Linked DNA regions of Mus musculus: regions 1 and 2 are each linked to region 3. A link is a contact called in public HiChIP or PLAC-seq and capture Hi-C data. All regions are on one chromosome and are shown on one strand. Each heading gives the region's core, a stretch centred on a gene start, on an enhancer-like site or on the middle of the called end of the contact. The rest is flanking DNA. Distances are from core to core; before and after follow the strand shown.

Region 1 (3,662 bases), core at 634-3,133, 2.3 Mb after region 3:
CTGAACCAGGAAGCTGCTTTCTTCTTCTTCTTCTTCTTCTTCTTCTTCTTCTTCTTCTTCTTCTTCTTCTTCTTCTTCTTCTTCTTCTTCTTCTTCTTCTTCTTCTTCTTCTTCTCCTTCTCCTTCTCCTTCTCCTTCTCCTTCTCCTTCTCCTTCTCCTTCTCCTTCTCCTTCTCCTTCTCCTTCTCCTTTTTCTTCTTCATCTTCTTCTTCTTCCTCCTCCTCCTCTTCCTCCTCCTCCTCCTCCTTCTTCTTCCTCTTCCTCCTCCTCCTCCTCCTTCTTCTTCCTCTTCCTCCTCCTCCTCTTCCTCCTTCTCCCTCTCCCTCTTCCTCTTCTTCCTCCTCTTGCTCCTCCTCTTCTTCCTCCTCCTCCACTTCTTCTTCCCCCTTTTGTTCCTCCTCTTCTTGCTCCTCCTTCTCTTGCTCCTCCTCCTCCTCCTTTTTCTCCTCCTCCTCCACCACTGCCACCACCATCATCATTCAAAAGGCCAGGAAGTGAATATCTCAGTTAGAGGGACCACACAGCCACACAGTGTGGGCCATGTAAACACTATATATCAATGGGTGAGGCCCTCTTCAAATACAATTTTGATAACAAAACAGGCAATAGAAATATCTAGTCCTAATCCCAGCATTTAGGAGACAGAGGCAGGAGGATCTCTATGAGTTCCAGGGCAGCATAGTATATATAGTAAGTTCCAGACCAGCCAGGGCTATACAGTGAAACACTGGAAGGAGTTGGAGGGTGGGGAGATAGAGGACAGACAGATGGACAGACAGGCAGAAAAAATTGGAGAAGGGAAGACAGACAGACACAGATCCTGTTCATTACCACAAAGCTATAAAAACAGGGAAAGGGGCTGCACAAACAGGGGAAGCAGGCACTGGGGCTGGGACTGTGTGTCAGGTTCTCAGAGGAATGACAGCTTGCTGAATGCTGCTGTTAGGGAGCTGGGGAAAGAGCATCCATGAGAAGAACAGGGAGATGCCAGGAAGGCTCAAAGAGGAGAGAACAGGGCTGCGGATGGAGAGTCATTGGTGCAGTTGGTAATTTCCAGGAGAGCCAGAGAGTGCTAACAGGGGCTTCATCTGCACAGCCAGCCTGCTTAGCCAACAAGCTATGAAGATGTAAATGAAAGCAGGGTCCTCGCCTCCCCAAGTTACTTCCTCTGGTTAAGGTGTCTATCACAGCACCAGGAAGGCAAACCAGGGCGCCCTCCTATGTCTTCTTGTCCCCTGAAAGGAAAAAGGAGTTTGTAACCAAAACAAAAAGCACAGAACTGCTCCTGAACCGTGCCATAGTTCAGTTTAAGTCACTGTCTTGACTCTGGGTGATACTGGGGTGACAGATAACGGTGCATCATTTGTCAATGCCTAAAGCTAAGAGGACGGAAAAGAAATCCTACAGGCATCCCCAACTTCCGAGTTCTCCGGCTTCCATGTTTCACGATGCCACTCTCACCCGCCAAATGATCGGGTATCCGGAGATGTGTCTCCTGACATCAGCCCCCACTCCCACGCTGGTGAGTCAGAACACTAAATTCATGAAGACAAATTTGATTAAGCTTCACGCTGTGGTGACCAACAGCTATTTTTCTTGAGGCATTGAATCCAAACCTCTCGGGTGTGGGGACGAATGAGCCAGGCATTGCTGGGCCAAGTCAGGGCAGGGCTTGAAGTATAAGTCTCAGCACAAGCAGAGAGCTCCTTGGTTAATCTTTTATTCAGGCACAGGTCCAGGGGCATCACTGATTAAATTTTTTTATTTGGGCACAGGCATTGTTTTAAGGGGTAATTACAGACAATCCATATACAGGCATGCCTGGGCAGCTTCTAAGAGGAAAACTTTAGACCAAATTCTGGATCCCAAAGAGATCCTCCCATTGATATGTTAATCATCTCCTGTGTGCCAGCCTGCTGCGAAGAGATACTTACTGGAACAAAGGAGAAGCCTGTGGGAGAATAAAGCGGGGTAAGTGGTCTCAGACTGTAACCCCTATCGATATTGACAGGAGCTGGAGGAATTCTGACCCATTCATGGGTTTAAAGGGACAATCAAGCAGGGTATGGTGGCTCATGCTTGTAATCTAGCCATTGAGGGGACCTGAGGTAAGAGGATTGCCAAAAGTTCCAGGCCAGCCTGGGTATTTAGTATTAAGACCCTACCTCAGGAGGGGGGAAAAATGAGGCTGGAGAGATGGCTTAGCTAAAAAGAGTGTGTACTTACTGTTCCTGCAAAGGACCTGAGTCCTGCACCCAGCACACAGCACACAGCACCCACCGCACTGCCTGTAACTCCAGCTCCAGGTGACCTATTTAGGCATATTCACATACACAGAAACACAAATACATATAAATAACAAGAAGGAGAAGGAGGAGGAGGAACAGGAGAAGGAGGGAGAGGAGGAAGAGGAAGAGAAGGAGGAGGAGGAGGAGAAATAATAAAGGTCCATTATGAATGACTCTATCTGGAATCAACTGGCATTTCCACTCCATGCTCTTAGCACACACAGCACAAACATTTGGGCATTATCATTCCACAGAAAGGCAACCCTTGCACAGGAAACAAATAAAAGCCACCTGCCTATAAATCAAACTGACTACAATCAAATACTGGTCACCTGCCTGTGACTACATTCCCAGAGTTAATGATGAATTCACAGATTGTGTGTGTGTGTGTGTGTGTGTGTGTGTGTGTGCGCGCGCGCGCGCGCGCCCTCACACAACTGTGGTGTGGGGGATTGAACCTGGGGCCTCTTGCATGCTAAGCAAGCACTCTGCCACTAAGCTATATATCCCAGCCCTTAATAATTGACTCAGAGAGTTCATATACGGCTTTAACATATACCAGGCATCATACTAGGATCAGAGGATAAATACTAAAGTGAATGTGTTTGGCAAGGAGTTTATATTTCTAGGGGTAAAGAATCAATAAATCATTTTCTAAATAATAATAAATTGGATTTTGTGGAGTACCACAAAAAAAAAAAAAAGGTCCTAAAAAGGAGGAGAGGCAAGCCAGGCATAGTGACACATACCTTTGATCCCTGTACATACCTTTGATCCCTGTAGAGCCAGGTGGATATTTGAGGCCAGCCTGGTCTACATAATGAGACCTTGTCTCTAAGAAGGGAGGGAGCCAAGAGCTAAATGGGCCACAGAAAGGTCTTTCTAAGGAAGTTAGATATACACAGGAAGATGCTCAGACTAGCACTGGGTAGCCTACAGGGCAGCTTCCTTCCCATCTAGGAGAGGAGGCACGTCATGCCTGAACTCAGAAGTTTTCCCAGTGTAAGCTGGACATAGTAATTCATTCCTGTGATTTCAGCATTCAGGAGGCAGAGACAGGGAGATTACTGAAAGCACAAGGCCAGCCTGGTCTACAGAGTGAGCCTGGGGCCAGCCAGGAAACGTAGCAAGATCCTGTTGCAAAAGGAAAACCAAGAATTGAAAAAAACAGGCTGGAGATGTAGTTCAGTTGGCAGAATATTTCCTAACACGCATGATGCCCTGGGTCCAAGTCTCAGTAAAAAAAAAAAAAAAAACCAGAAACAAAAAACAAACGAGACGTAGTGGAAATGGACATAACCATCTGGAGAAGCAGAGGCAGGCAGCAGAAACCCAAGCTTAAAACCCAAGCTCATTTGAGCTGCATAGCAACT
Region 2 (4,046 bases), core at 1,026-3,525, 2.6 Mb after region 3:
CAATAGTTAGTCACTGCTACAAAGTCATTGCATGGGAGGAGGCAAGACCCTCCATGTCAGTGGCCAAAAGAAATCTAAGGAGTCACTCAGACAAAATTCCAAATCTCTCTTCCTCCTCCTCCTCTTGTTTTCACTTAATAATACCAACCATTTTTCTTGACCCTTTGTCGTTCTTTTTGGGAATTAAAAACAGGATATGCCAGTATCCCATCTCAAGGGCTTGGTTGGAAAGAAGGGGATTCCTTAAGATAGAAGTGGCAGTCTTTCCATCAGATGGACAGACCGAAACCTCCATTCAGCAGGTGATGTTATAAGCAAGCAGGGGTGAAAGCTACCAACCCTCTCCTGGGTTTCAGAAGGAACTCAAGCAAGGCAGGGCAGGGAACTCTACTCTCTCAGTCCTGGCTTGAATCTAGGTACTAATCCTGGATTCCCAGATTCCCTACGCAATTCTCAGTACGTATGAGTGATATTTACATCCACAATATAATAAGTTTTTTTTCTTGTTGCGTGATAGAGATTCTGTGACATGGAACGTCAAAGCCTAACTGAAGATCTGATTTTGCTCTGTGTGTTTTTGACGGGGGTTCCATGGGCTGCTGTGTGGACTGTGGCCTTTCCTTTAGCTCCTCAAGGGGGAGCAACCACGTGGCTTTGCTTCATCCCTCAAGCTCACCCTAAATAAGCATCTACCATGTAGGCCAAAGGTTGGTAAAAGCTCGCATAAGAGATAAATAAAAGGCATTTTAGTTTTCCTGGGTGTATGTAGTCCCCACTGCAATCCTGAGAGCCTTAACATTAAAGCGTAAAACCAACCATGACATATGAAAGCAAGTGGTACGGCTGAGTCCCAATAAAACTTTATTTATAAAACAGGCAGACAGCCAGGTCTGCTAACTCCTGACTAGGATAGCACTGTGTTAGGTGAGTCAGGCAGAGAACCCGGAGGAACTGAGTACCCGAGGTTTGACTCTCTCTCCTTTGGCTCAGCTGCTTTGTCATCTAAGCAAACACATTCACTTACCCAGGTCCATTTTTCTACAAACGCCCAGCCTGACACCAGCGGTACTCTGGTTTGCTTTCCCAGAGTGTCTCTGTTGGGGTTTCTATTGCTGAGCTAAAACACCATGATACAAAGCCACTTATCTCAGCTTACAGCTCCAAGTCCCGAATCCCAGGGAGTCAGGGCAGGAACTCAAGGCAGGACCCTGGCGTCAGGAACTGAAACTGAGGCCCTGGAGGAGACTGGCTTTCCGTGAATTGCTCTCCCTGCTTTCTTACAGTACCCAGGGCCACCTGTCCAGGGGTGGAACTAATCACATGAGCTTGGATCTCCAACATTCATCATCAATCAAGAAAATGACCTATAGACTTCCTATTGGCCAATTATGTGAAGCATTTTCTCAGTTAAGACAGCCTCTTCCCAGATGACCCTGGCTTGGGTCAAGTTGACATAAAACTAGCCAATATACTTATGTTTCCGGAGGGACCAGATGAGGCAACAGATCTCAGAGTGTTTTGACTACATAGAATATGTGTTTAAAGGGTACTGTTATAATTATAGTTTTTCTTCCCAGAAATCTGTGAGCTTCTAGAGACAAGCTTGTATCTTTTAACTCTGAATTTCTGTTTTTTTTTTCTTAGCACATTCACTTTTATATACCAGACACACTATGACTGTTTGTTAAATAAAAAGAAAGCTGAAGAACGGGGCTGTAGCTCCGTTGGTGGTGTGCATGCCCAGCGTGCATAAATCCCGGGCTGATCTCCTGACCACATGAACTGGGTGTGGTGGTCCAGGCCTAGAACAACTCGGGGGATGGAAGGAGGAGAATCAGGAGTCAGAGTCATCACGGACTATACAAGACTCTGTAGTGTTGGGAATTAAACCCAGGGCTTTATGTGTGAGGCAAATGTTTTAATGGGCTATGAACTCATCCCAAGAGATAGTCAAAGGGCAATAGCCTTTGAAGGAGATCCCAGCATAGTGGTTCGGTGTGTGTGTGTGTCTCAGGGGTGGGAGGGGAGCTTCCTTTTATACCTGAATTAGGCACAGGCCACACCCAAACACTTGTTTTCACAGAGAGATTCTTTATTAAAGGGGGGAAGAAAAGTTAGAGCGGCCACTCTCTGTGGCTCTGGCAGACACAGACCGGCAAATGACCTTGCAGGTGCAACGTCTAAGAAGAGAAAAGGAGAAGGGCTGTTAGAATGGCCTAGGAGGCTGTGCTAGGTTTTGATTTGGCATGTTAATTAGGTGAGTCAAAAGGGGCTTTTTCATTGCTGGACTTCAATACTTTGATTGCTGGACCTTGATAGTCAGCCTCAGGAGGAGGAAGTGGCCAAATAAGGGAATAGACCTTGGTGGCTGGCTTTAGGAATGTAATCTAATGGTTTTTAGGGAGGCAGAGGGAATGGGGGAGAAGGGCAAGGACTGCCAGAGGCAAGTTGCTCCAGCTGGCCAGAGTCCCTTCAGCCTTTATCTGTGCTACTGTACTCACTAATTTAGACTCATGATGCAGACATTTGAATATGTAAATAGTAGGTTATATGAAGCAGGGAGAGGTGGGGATGGCAGTTAACTGGAGAAAGTGTACCCTATGCAAAGGGACCACGGTCCTTAGCTCCAGGGAGTCTATGTGGCAAGGTGGGCCTTCCCCAAGAGTTTGAGAAGTTGGAAATCTATGTATTTAACTCCATTTCTTGGGTTTTTAAATATTGGTAGTTAATTCTCAAGTCTAAAAAATCGATAACCCTTGTCGTCAGACCAATTGGAACTCTTGTAATTTATAGAAGATATAAATGGAAGTCATAATTAAAAATAATTAGAAAATCCTTAGGTTTCACTGTGGTACACCCCAGCCTGAATGAACGGCCTCTCCTGTTGCTGTAAGATCATTTAAAAAACAAGGCCCTAGAGCATGCCCTGACATCACTATTCGCTGTTTTTCTCTTTTGTTCTGTTTTTAGTTCAGATCTTCCTCTTTGGGCAAGTCTTCCCTAAACCTGCCTGAAGCAGCACTGTGGGGCTGGAAAGTCATGTGACTGGGAAACCAGTCTGGAGCAAGAATGAGGCCGTTTCCAAACCCTGAAAATTTTGTCCCGAGCCCTGCAGGCGCAGTGCTGTCTTCCCCTTGCTTTGGGCCTGTATGTCCACTACATGGAAGCCTTATGACCTTCACCTCCACCACCCTTGAGATAGTCCTGTAGCCTGGTGGCCGAAGTATAGGTTAAACTTCCTCTCTCTCTGTTAGGACGTGCCCAGCAAGCGCATGTAAATGAAGCATTCTTGAACCTCAGCCTCAGCCAATGATGCTTATTCACTGTAAAACCCCTACCCACTCCCTAAGCTTTATATAGCCCCTGCTGACCCTCAGATAAAGAGAGCTTTCTCGCTGAAAACCATCTCCAGAGAAGGCTATTTCTCCCCCACTCACACCATCTGAGTCCCGCTAACCCACCCACTCAGCTAAGCTCCGTTCCTTTCAGTCTCGCCCACTGTGTAACGACAGGTGCCTGGATACCCTGAGCGCAGAAGCTGACCTGGGCCAGCATGGCATTTCTCCCTGTTCTTCTCCAAGCTGCTTCTTTGGACTGGGCGTAACCTTCTTGAAGCAGCTCTACTACGATTTCCGGAAGACTTGAACTATCTCAAGTTCTGGCCGTCGTAGCCGTTGAACACACATGTGGAATGAGTCACTGTGTGGATCTACTGCATTAGACTAGGTGCTGGGAGATAGTGGGCTGTTTGGTGCCCAAGCGTGAGGAGCCCCCCCCCCCCAGCTCCCACATAAACACTGTCTGCAGAGTTACTGCAATCTCAACACTAGGGAGGTGGATACAGGAGGAGTCTTGGAGCTTCATGGCCAGCCAACCAAGCTAAATCAAGGAGTGTCCCAGGTGCTGTAGGAGACCTGAATACATACACACACATGTAAAAAGCTTGGACCCGTATACAAGCACCACATATATACAGACATGCACACGCATGCACACGCAGGAGCGTGCAGAAGATACCCAGACAACTCAGTCACCTACCCTGCGAC
Region 3 (3,855 bases), core at 199-2,698:
TCTGGTCTACAAAGTGAGTTCCAGGACAGCCAGGGCTATACAGAGAAACCCTGTCTTGAAAAACAACGACAACAATAACAACAACAACGAAAAAGAACTATAACAATAACAACAACAACAGCAGCAGCAAAGAACCCTGCTCTACTTAAAGCCATTGCAGGTGGGAAAAAAAAAAATCCAAGCCCTCTACCAAGTCATTAAGCTCTATGAGGGGATGTGGCCTCATGTGTCTTGTCTGTTCCACTCACCAGCTACTTCAGCCCCAGAGCCCTGGATTTTGTACCTGGGTACAATTGCCATTTGGGGCTTGGGGAAATGTCCCTTCTTTCTAGAAGTCTACACTGACCACATCCCCAGAGTCCTGTTGGGCGCTTCCCCTCTAAGTCCTGAACCCCAGCAGCTCTGACTGTCTTGGAGAGTCCTCTGCCACTTAGTGCCCAGCCTGGAAGGCTGATGACCTCAAATAGACCCTGAGCAGCCACGAGTCCCACACCTAACCTGCATCATTTGGTCTTGACTTTGTTTTTTCGTATGTTTGTTTGTTTGTTGAGACAAGGTCTCACATAGCCCAGGCTGATCTTGAACTCCCAATCGTCCTGTTTCTATTTCCAAGTGCTATGATCACAGGTGTGTGTTACTGAATGAGCAAAAGAAAAGAAAAAGGAAGACTTGGTTGCTGGGTGTGGTAGAGGAGAGGCAGGGACATCTGGGAGAGTCCAGCGTGGACATGACCCTGAGCTCTGTGAGGAGAAGGGGAGGGGAAGGGAAGGGAGAGGGGAACCAGGTGTAACAGCCAAGTGGGCAAATGGTTGAAAAAAAAAAAAAAAGATGGCTAACCACAATGGCTGGATGATACAGGAAAGAGCCTCTGGGGAGTGGCAGCAGTACCCTGAGCTGCAGAGTTGGGAGTGGATAGAAGGCAGGGCATTCCAACCATACCCTGTGACTCTTGGGTATGGAGTGGTGCTGGGAAAACCTGGAAGCCAGGTCAGTTTTGATATGTTAAATAGACACCTTAGCTGCTTGTCGCAGGTCTGAAATTTAACAACCACCACACCCAGTTTATTCCACACTGGGGATGGAACCCAGGATTCTCTGCATGCTAACCCAGCACATCCCGAAGCCTCCTACAACCTGGTCTTGGAGAATTTACTGTGGAGTAATGGCTTCCAACCACATCGTCGCTGCAGGGCTAGGGGATGGGCAGCGCAGCTCTGTGAAATTGAGCCGGGACTGCAACTGCCAGAGAGGATGTCAGAACCCTGCCTGAGCACACTCAAAGTTAGCCAGACAGGGGGCATGGCAGCTGGACCCAAACAAGGCCAGCTCCCAGCTAGAGGCCAGCCTCATGTTTCTCCAGCCACAGAAGGCAGCGTAGAAGCTGTCTTTCCACACACCAGCCAGGGGGAAGTCAAACGATTCTACCACCTGCTCCTCACGGAGCCTGGAGCCCGCAGGCAGACCAGGTGATGGTTGCCCTCTTCTAAGAGCCCCATGCTTAGAGGGTGTAGCTCTCAGGAGTGTCCGGATAGTGTGACCTGCAATTCTTAAACTGGGCACAGCGGGACACATCTGTTTGCAGCAGTTCAAGGCTGGCCTGGCTAGCCTGAGCTACACAAGACCGCATCTCAACAAGGCAGCTCATTAACACCACTTTCCTAAGGGAGGCTGCACACCGGCTCACACTGCAGGCCACAGCCAGCAAGTTCAAACTAGTGCAGGCTGTGGGCCAGACTGTGGAACGCACAGGAAGACATCCAGAATTGCCGAGAGAGGAAGGCCAGACCTGTGTTCTCAATAGGTTTCATGACTACACCACTCACAGGCTGGCTGTGCCTGGCCTGGGTTTTGTTCTGTGGAACCACCACGCGTGTCCATTTTATTTTGTCCCTTTGTCTGGCAATTCATCATCCTGCTCTTTGGGTTTTGAGACAGTGTCTCACTAATTACACCAGGCTGACCTGAAACTCTCAGAGATCCACCTGCCTCTGCCTCCGGAGAGCTAGGATTATTGGAGTACCACGCCGCCCCCGAGTACAGCTTGTTCTAATTTAGTCTTCCCCGATCCCAGCCCCCACCTGACCTTGCTTGGGTGTGTTGTTTTGCTTTGTGAAAAGGTCTTGCTATGTAGCCAAGGCTGTCCTGGAACTAACTAGGAAACCCAGGCTATCTTTAAATTCATGGTCATGTCTTTGTGTCTCTTAAACCCTGAAATTATAGGAATATTCCACCATATCTGACTTGTTTGTAGGTTTGGGTTTTTTTGTTTTTTGTTTTTGTTTTTTGTTTTTTTTTTTGAGGCAGGGTTTCTCTGTATAGCCCTGGCTGTCCTGGAACTCACTCTGTAGACCAGGCTGGCCTCGAAGTCAGAAATCCGCCTGCCTCTGCCTCCTGAGTGCTGGGATTAAAGGCGTGCGCCACCACGCCCGGCTTAGGTTTGGGTTTTTTGTTTGTTTGATTAGTTTGGTTTGGTTTGGTTTTGGTTCTGAACCCCCCCCACCCCCCCGTGTGGTCCTGGCCGTCAGGGAATTCACTCTGTAGACCAGGCTGGTCTCAAATTCACGAAGGCCCACCTGCTTCTGACTCTGAATTCTGGGATTAAAGTTGTTCATCGCCACACCAAACTGTGTTTGTCTGGTTCACACACCCCACCCCCACCCCCAACTCCTGGTTCGGTTTTCAGATAGGCTCTCCCAGCTAGCCTGGAATTTGCTATGAAGTCATGGCTGACCTTGAATCTTCCTGCCTTGCATCCTGATTGATTGTTGGGATTAAAAGCATGGGCCACCATTTCTGATTTTCCTCTTTTTTTTTTTTTAGATAAGGGATTATGTTCCCAGGCTGATTTGTAATTTCTGGCTCAAGTAATCATCCTCCTGCCTCAGCCTTCCTGGTAGCTAGCACTGCAGGCATAGGCTTCTAAGCCTGCTTCAGTTTAACTTTTTTTTCCCATGTGTGTGTGGTATGCATGCATATGTATGTGTGCTTTCATGCATGTGGTCATATGTGCAGGCCTGTGCATATAACAGTCACGTATGTGGAGGCCTGAAGTTGATGTCTGGTGTCTTCCTGGATTTTGATTTAAACCTTGAGTCAGGGTGTCTCAACTGAACCTTGCGATTCAGCTATCCTATCTAGACAGATTGTTCAGGGGACCTAAATCTCCACCTCCTGAGCACGAGAACTTTAGTCCATCAGCCACAGGTACCACAGGTGCTGGGATTTGAACTCAGACCCCCATATTTGAGTGGAAATCTTCTTAGTTCCTAGTTTGTATCTTTGTAAAATTTTAAGAATTACTTTATTGCTGGGCACGCCTTTAATCCCAGCACTCGGGAGGCAGAGGCAGGCAGATTTCTGAGTTTGAGGCCAGCCTGGTCTACAAAGTGAGTTCCAGGACAGCCAGGGCTATACAGAGAAACCCTGCCTCGAAAAACAAACAAACAAACAAACAAAAAAAGAATTACTTTATTATTTTCTGTGCATTAATGCTTTGCCTGCATGTATGTCTGTGTACTACCAGCTTCCTGGTAACAGAGGTGGTATGTGGAGAGGGGACCACAAGGCAAAAGATAACACTGGAGAAAGCTGGTTCTCCCCTCCCACCCTGGGATCTGGAGCCACAGCTTTTCACAGCGAGCATTTTTTTTTAAACCTTCTGAGCCATCCCAACACCTGATTTTTACATTATTTAATGGTTGAGAAAACACGGGAGCAAGAATGTTTCCAGACAGCCGAAAATTATGTGAAAGCCAAGTTCTTCCCTGTGAATCCAGTCTTGCCATTGTCATACTGCCACACAGTACGGTGCGGTTTACCAGAGGTCTCAGGAGACCCCCATCCCCACTCTACCCC

Evidence for each region. HiChIP or PLAC-seq counts read pairs in DNA pulled down with a chosen protein or histone mark. Capture Hi-C pulls out chosen DNA fragments and counts their contacts.
Region 1: a contact with region 3 is called in a capture Hi-C map of embryonic stem cells, with 4 times the contacts expected there. The contact joins two enhancer-like sites. A contact is called at or near these places in 1 of 39 promoter capture datasets (embryonic stem cells) and 1 of 9 other capture datasets (embryonic stem cells).
Region 2: an H3K27ac HiChIP or PLAC-seq map of embryonic stem cells shows a contact between it and region 3, with 6 times the contacts expected there. The contact joins two enhancer-like sites. A contact is called at or near these places in 1 of 39 promoter capture datasets (hippocampal neurons) and 1 of 115 datasets of contacts at active chromatin or transcription factors (embryonic stem cells).

The regions. Positions count from the first base shown.
Region 1 is chr2:170,244,107-170,247,768 of GRCm38.p6, reverse strand. No RefSeq gene overlaps it. Among named protein-coding and RNA genes, the nearest start is that of Gm17619, 52 kb to the right of the region's middle. Within about 2 kb of position 1,883, at least 58 of the 459 cell types and tissues checked have an H3K27ac peak or open chromatin away from gene starts, as enhancers often do. A contact at or near this core is called in embryonic stem cells, where this site is marked.
Region 2 is chr2:169,917,655-169,921,700 of GRCm38.p6, reverse strand. It overlaps a transcript of Tshz2 not described here. Among named protein-coding and RNA genes, the nearest start is that of AY702102, 44 kb to the left of the region's middle. Within about 2 kb of position 2,275, at least 16 of the 459 cell types and tissues checked have an H3K27ac peak or open chromatin away from gene starts, as enhancers often do. A contact at or near this core is called in embryonic stem cells, where this site is marked.
Region 3 is chr2:172,565,779-172,569,633 of GRCm38.p6, reverse strand. No RefSeq gene overlaps it. Among named protein-coding and RNA genes, the nearest start is that of Gm35982, 8.0 kb to the left of the region's middle. Within about 2 kb of position 1,448, at least 14 of the 459 cell types and tissues checked have an H3K27ac peak or open chromatin away from gene starts, as enhancers often do. A contact at or near this core is called in embryonic stem cells, where this site is marked.